Linked DNA regions of Sus scrofa: region 1 is linked to region 2. Evidence: chromatin contacts called from public Hi-C data. All regions are on one chromosome and are shown on one strand. Each heading gives the region's core, a stretch centred on a gene start, on an enhancer-like site or on the middle of the called end of the contact. The rest is flanking DNA. Distances are from core to core; before and after follow the strand shown. Region 1 has its middle 65 kb from the start of FBRSL1. Region 2 holds the start of LRCOL1 (leucine-rich colipase-like protein 1).

Region 1 (3,189 bases), core at 512-3,011, 170 kb before region 2:
ACCCAAGGTCTGGTGAAGGGACAGAGAATGAGAGAGAGACAGAGAGACCGAGAGAACTGCCACACGGTGCAAAGTTGGAGAACACAGGTTTCTCAGGGAGGAAGCCCCCCTCTCTACAAGTCAGGACTCTGCCCTTCTTAGCTGCCCACCAGCTGTATCCCCGCTGGATGGGAAGGAAGGCCACCCACCAGCCACTCCGCCCTTACCCAAGGTCTGGGGAGGTTGTCCAGGCTGTAGGGCGCCACCGCCACCTAGCGGACATGTGGGGTCCTGCATGCCCCTTGGGGACCCCTCCCCGCCTCCTGGCCCTCAGGAAGAGTCTAAGCCCACTTGTCTGGCTGCCCTACCTGTCAGCAGGTGGCCTGAGCCTGTGGGTAGGTTCATACCTCGCCTCCCACGGTTCACTGTCAAGATGAAGAGTGACAGTGACACACTGCCCTTACCTAGACTACAGGCTGGTTTCCGCTCCTGTTTGATGGCTGGGAACCAGCAGCATCCTCATCAGTCTAGGCTGTCCCTTCTGTGGTTTGTCCTGACCTTACCTGACCTTGACAGCTCTTGAAGAGCGCTGGTTAGGCAGTTCCTGAATGTCGGAGTGCTCTGGTGTTTCCCCACGAATGGGGCTGTGGGTTGGCGATAATTGCCCAGAGGTGAAGCACTGGGGTGCTTGCTGTCAAGGTGACTTGCTGCTGCTGACCTTTGCCCTGGGGCTTCTCCTCTGTCCAGAAGGGAGTCACTCAGCCCACCTCGGGAGAGGGGGAGGGGACTGTGGGTTGTGGCCCCCAGGGCCTTCACAGGCCTGTCTCATTACTCCTGTTGGACCTCCAGAAGGGCTGGGCTCCTCGCTAGGTCACAGAGCCATCTCACCACCACGTCCATCACTGGGGAAGGCACAGGCGGGGCTGAATGTGGCTCTGCACATCCACTGGCCTTGAAGACCCTGGTGGGAATAGGAACAGACCAGAGGAAGAGCAGGTGGCTGTGTCTGGGGAGGGTCTGGGCCGGAGCAGGGCAGAACCCGCCTGGGCGAGGTCCTAGGACAGCTGCCAAAAGCCAGGGAGGAGGTCAAGCATCCCGGCCTGGGAACTCCACCCCTACGGGCCCCGCCCACACCCAGCAGAGAAGACGAGAAGGCGGAGCATCCCCATGCCCAGCATGGGCCAGGGTCCAGAACCCCGGCTCCAGGCTGGGCGTGCACAACCTTGGACGAAAGCACAGCAAGCCCGGGGGTCTGAGGCCAGACCTGGGTCTCCAGGTGGCCTGGCTTCTGCGCTTTCTGCCTGAGGAATGAGAATCTCGAGCCGCGGTGATGCTTTCCAGTGCGGCACCCACCCTTTCCTCGCTCTACCCCCACACAGAAAAGGCTCTGGGAAAGGCACTGGCCACTGGGCTGGTAGGGCTGGTAGGGCTGGTAGGGCTGGTAGGGCTGGTAGGGCTGACGGGCGCACCCGGGGTGAAGGGTCCATCCGGGCTGCGGGGACATCTAGGGTGATGGAGCCCTGTGAGCGATGTCCCCTCTGTCCACTAGGTGTCGCGCTTGGCCGTGCCCTGTGCCGAACCACCCGGAGCAGGAACCCGGCAGTGGGAGCCCCACACAGTCAGCAAGGTCTTACCGCGGCGGAGGTGCTGTTTGCTGATCAAAGCTGCCTCCCTGTGAGCTGCCCTCCCAGCCCCTGGTGAATAGAGCGGTTCAGACTGAATCCCATTGCCCCCTCCCCTACTCACACGGGGACGAGGGTCTCCTCGCCCACTTCAGACCACGCCTACTCAGGCCAGGGGCGGGGCTGCGCTGCAGTCCTAACAGGCTCCCACTGATGCTGCTGCTGCCCGGGTCTGGTCTGGCAGTGACCACCATACAGAGTCCCATCCGGTGTCCCCACCCCGGTGCCTCCCCCAGACCCGTATCTGAGTTGCCAAATGAGTGCGATGACGTGAGAGACCCCCATTTCTGGTCCAGGTAGGAATTGGAAACTGGAACCCCCCAGCCTCCCTTAACCATCCCGGACCAGGCGTGAAAACCCAACTTCTGCAGCAAAGAGGACCGCCGGCCCACCGACCCTTTCATGAAGACCCTTTCATCCCTACTCCCCTTTGAGGAGCCCTGATGTCCTGAAAACCCCCCCCACGCCCCCACCACCCGGTCAGTTCACCAACTTGCCTAAATTCATTCTCCCTAAGAGGAGCGAGGAGGGATCCGACTGGAGGGGGATGTTGTAGGGGGCAGCAGGCAGGATGCCCTGATCCCCACAACAGAGAGTAGGGGTTGGGACCCCACAAGGCTCACAAAGCTGCCATGTGGATGCCTTCAGCTCCCACCTGCAAGGAGACCTTGAGTCAAGGACCCCTTATCACCCTCTCCCATCTCCATCCAGAGAAAGTCTCCAGGGCAATTGCGCTGTGTTTCCAGGGCCCCAGTGTGGATACCAGGTCAAAATCCCAACTCTGCCTCCTGAGTGCTGGGCAACCTCAGTGGCTGACTCAACCTCTCTGGGCCCCGTCCTCATCTGCAGATGGGAGAGCAGCCATTCCTACTCCTCAGGGTCCCTGGAATGGCAGATGAGCTGAACTCTCAGCACCCAGGGGCTTGCCTGGCTGGCAGAAGGGCTACCTAAGTGTCCACTGGAAAGGAGTGAGAGGAGGAAAAGAAGCTTCTGGAAGCACCAGCCCAGACAAGGCTGGGGGACAGACATTCCTGTGAACCAGTGTAGGGTTGACTGTGCCCTGCCCTCATTACCCGAAAAGCCTGGAAACAGTGGTCATCTCCAGGCAGCGGTCAGGGGTGCCGGCAGCAGAAAACATGCTACTTTCGTTTTCTCTTTGTACCTCTTACTTTTTTTTTTTTTTTTTTTTTTTGTCTTTTTATGTCTGTGACCTACACAGCTCAGCGGCTCAGCGGCAACGCCGGATCCTTAACCCACTGAGAGAGGCCAGGGATCTACTCCACATCCTCATGGATACTAGTCCGGTTCTTAACCTGCTGAGCCACAGCAGGAATTCCCTTGATGCCCTTTTAGAAGTCAGCTCTGCTGAACATGCCAAGCTGTTAGCGGACCCCAAGCTGTGGAGGGCATGGCCACAGAGCAGGCATAGGCCTGTGTCATTTTATCCCTCACAAACCTTAGGGAATGATGCCACCTTCATCATTAATTTGAAAAAGTAATACATAGATTTGGATTAAAAAATGTAAGA
Region 2 (3,141 bases), core at 190-2,689:
AGCAGTGACAATGCTGGATCCCTAACCTGTTGTGCCAGAGGAGAATTCCCAACATGGATTTAAAAAAATAAATAAATAAACATTATTTTCTTTTTTTTCTTCTTCTTTTTTTTCTTTTTAGGGCCATACCCACGGCATATGGAAGTTGCCAGGCTAGGGGTCCAATCAGAGATGCAGCTGCCGGCCTATACCACAGCCACAGCAAGAGCAACATGGGATCCAAGCCTCGTCTGTGACCTACACCACAGCTCACAGCAACACAGGATCCTTTAACCCAGTGATCCAGGCCAGGGACTGAACCTGCATTCTCATGTGTACTAGTCAGGTTCATTACCACTGAGCCACAACGGGAACTCCTACCACAATTTTTTAAAAAAAGATCACAGGCCTACTCTCAGGGTCCCAGAGCAGTTTTCTCTGGACTTCACAGCCCCCACTTATTTCTAAGTATTCTTCTATGTGTAGAGTCTCTCTTTTTGGATATCAATTTATAAATCTCTCAGGTCAGGTGTCTTCCCACAGTTTTGTCTTCCAAACATCAATGCCAGGGAGGATTCCTTAGTATCTCAATCTGTCAAATAAAAGCCTGATGCCAGGGAGTTCCCATCGTGGCACAGCGGAAATGAATCTGACTAGGAACCATGAGGTTGCAGGTTTGATCCCTGGCCTCACTCAGTTGGTTAAGGATCCGGCCTTGCTGTGGCTGTGGTGTAGGCCAGCAGCTATATCTCTGATTAGACCCCTCGCCTGGGAACCTCCATATGCCACAGATGCGGCCCTAAAAATAAAAAAATAAAAAAAATTTTAAAAGCCTGATGCCAAATTATGCCCAAAACTTTACTTATCCCAATAAATGATATTATAAAACCACAGTATAAACCCCTCATGTTTGGGGGCCCCACCTACCCTACCTCTCTCGCTTCCTAAGTGGGGAGGCCGGCTTCACCTCTGGTGCTAAGGAAGAGAGGTGACAAAGGGGCACCCTGCCGTGGGCCCAAGCAGGCACTGGGCCCTCACCCAGAAACTGCCATCCTCCGCAGGAAAACCCTCTCCAAGCTGACAATGGCTTCGGTACACGGTGGCCCTACCTTTTGTTCTTGGGTCCCACCTACTCCTCTGTGTGGAAGTGAGACTGGTCAGGCTGTGGCTTCCGGAAAGGTGCCCACCTAGGCGTCAGTCCCCAGGAGCCCAGGGCAGAGCTGCCCAGAATCGCTGGCGCAGCTCCCAGCCCCTCCTCCGCCCGTGCCTGCCCTCCACCTTCACCCTCACTGGCAAGTCATCCTTCCAAATAAGAGACAGAATGTACTGTGGCCAGGGGCCAGTGGCCAGGCCAAACCTGACGGTGGGCCTCTGGCCCACATGAGAATCATGAGGGACACCCCACTTCTGGTCAAGGGCCCCTAGAGCCTTTCACTCTCAGTTCCCGCCGCCTCCCACCTGCCTGGGGGTCTATGGGTTCCCAGCTCAGTTTGTTCTCAGATGGGGGGTTTGCACACACTGTTCATTCAGTTAATATTCACTGACTTATTACTGACAGCTTGCCGGGGTCTGCGGAGGAAAAGACCTTGTGTTCTCGTCGCACCCTATCACCTAGGAAGGTTTTTTTTTTTTTCCTTCACTTTTCCTTTTTAGCAAAACTGCATCCTCATGGATACTAGTCAGGTTCTTAACCTGCTGAGCCACAACGGGAACTCCCTAGGAAGGAGGTCTTGGTCTAGAAATGGTCGAGGATGGTCTGTCAGCCTGTCTGTCAAACGGCCTGTCAACAGGTGATGGAGAGTGGAGGTTGCCTTTAGGGGAGCGATGGTTTCAGAGGGGGGTTCCCCAGGTGGGCGGAGGCAGGGTGGGGGTCCAGGCAGAAGAGGAGGATGGGCCTGGGTGTTGGGGCGGGTGGGAGGGTCAGGCCTGGAGTGCCGGCGAGCCCCTTGAGCAGACTCTGGCTCAAGGACACAGCACCAGGGAGCATCTCAGAAAGCTCTGGGGCCACGTGGGGCAGGCGAGAGGCTGGCGCTGCTGAACCAAGGCCCGCGGGGGTGGGGGTGGGAATTAGGAGCCAGGTCTGGGCACTGACCAAGGTGAGGGAGGTGAAGGCATGGGGAGTCCAGGGCCACCCTGGGTTCTGCTATCAGGGGGTGATGGGCTTGTTCAGCACAGAGTCTAGTGGCTGACCACTGCCTGACAGGCCCCCAAACACAGTGGCCCAAAGGGCAAGATGTGATTTTCTTCTGAGGGTTGACTGGGCTCAGCTGCCGGGTCTCACTTGGAGTCGGATGGCGGCTGGGCTGGTGGAGCGACCTGCAGACTCGGCTTCTCCACCCACACATACATGGTGGCTGGGCTGGCTGGAGCCTCAAGCAGGCTGCTCCGGAGTCCCTGGAGGGTCTAGGCCAGGGGTCAGCACCTTGTCCCAGACCCTACCCAGGTCAGATCAGGAGGAGGCATGATCCCAGACAGGCTGACTGAGCTGAGAGTGAGACTACGGAGCAGACACGACCCCCAGGTAGGTCGCCGGGGGTGGGGGGGCGGGGGGAGGCTGGCGGCGCTGGAGATGGGGGTGCGGGTTCTTATGGGGAGATGAACCAATCATGAGGATATTTGCACAACTCTGTAAATACACTAAAAACAACAAATTATACACTCTAAATGGGTGAAGTATATAGTATGTGAATTTTATCTCAAGCTATTTAGAAAAGGAAATATATATATATATATATATTTTTGTCTTTTGTCTTATTAGGGCCTCACGCACGGCATATGGAGGTCCCCAGGCTAGGGGTCTAATCGGAGCTGTTGCTGCCGGCCTACACCACAGCCACAGCAATGCCAGATCCGAGCCGCATCTGCGACCTACACCACAGCCCACAGCAACGCCGGATCAAATCTGCAACCTCATGGTTCCTAGTCAGATTCACTTCCACTGCGCCACGACAGAAACTCCTAGAAAAGGAAATCTATTTGAACTTTTGCTTATAACTTGGTTGTTTTGTTTTGTTTTGTTTTGTCTTTTTGCTATTTCTTTGGGCCGCACCCGCGGCATATGGAAGTTCCCAGGCTAGGGGTTGAATTGGAGCTGTAGCCACCGGCCTACGCCACAGCCGCAGCAACGCGGGATCCGAGCCGCGTCTGCAACCTACACCACAG

The links. Hi-C and Micro-C count contacts between places; a contact is called where the count stands out from the background.
Region 1: a contact with region 2 is called in a Hi-C map of alveolar macrophages, with 2.7 times the contacts expected there. The contact joins the enhancer-like site here to the promoter of LRCOL1 in region 2. A contact is called at or near these places in 22 of 47 Hi-C or Micro-C datasets (alveolar macrophages, blood, brain and 12 more).

The regions. Positions count from the first base shown.
Region 1 is chr14:23,041,178-23,044,366 of Sscrofa11.1, reverse strand. No RefSeq gene overlaps it. Among named protein-coding and RNA genes, the nearest start is that of FBRSL1, 65 kb to the right of the region's middle. Within about 2 kb of position 1,761, at least 35 of the 83 cell types and tissues checked have an H3K27ac peak or open chromatin away from gene starts, as enhancers often do. A contact at or near this core is called in alveolar macrophages, embryonic fibroblasts, fetal liver and 3 more, where this site is marked.
Region 2 is chr14:22,869,212-22,872,352 of Sscrofa11.1, reverse strand. It overlaps LRCOL1 (leucine-rich colipase-like protein 1), which reads right to left and starts at 1,439. Exons shown (of 5, transcript XM_021073241.1): 1 at 1,089-1,439.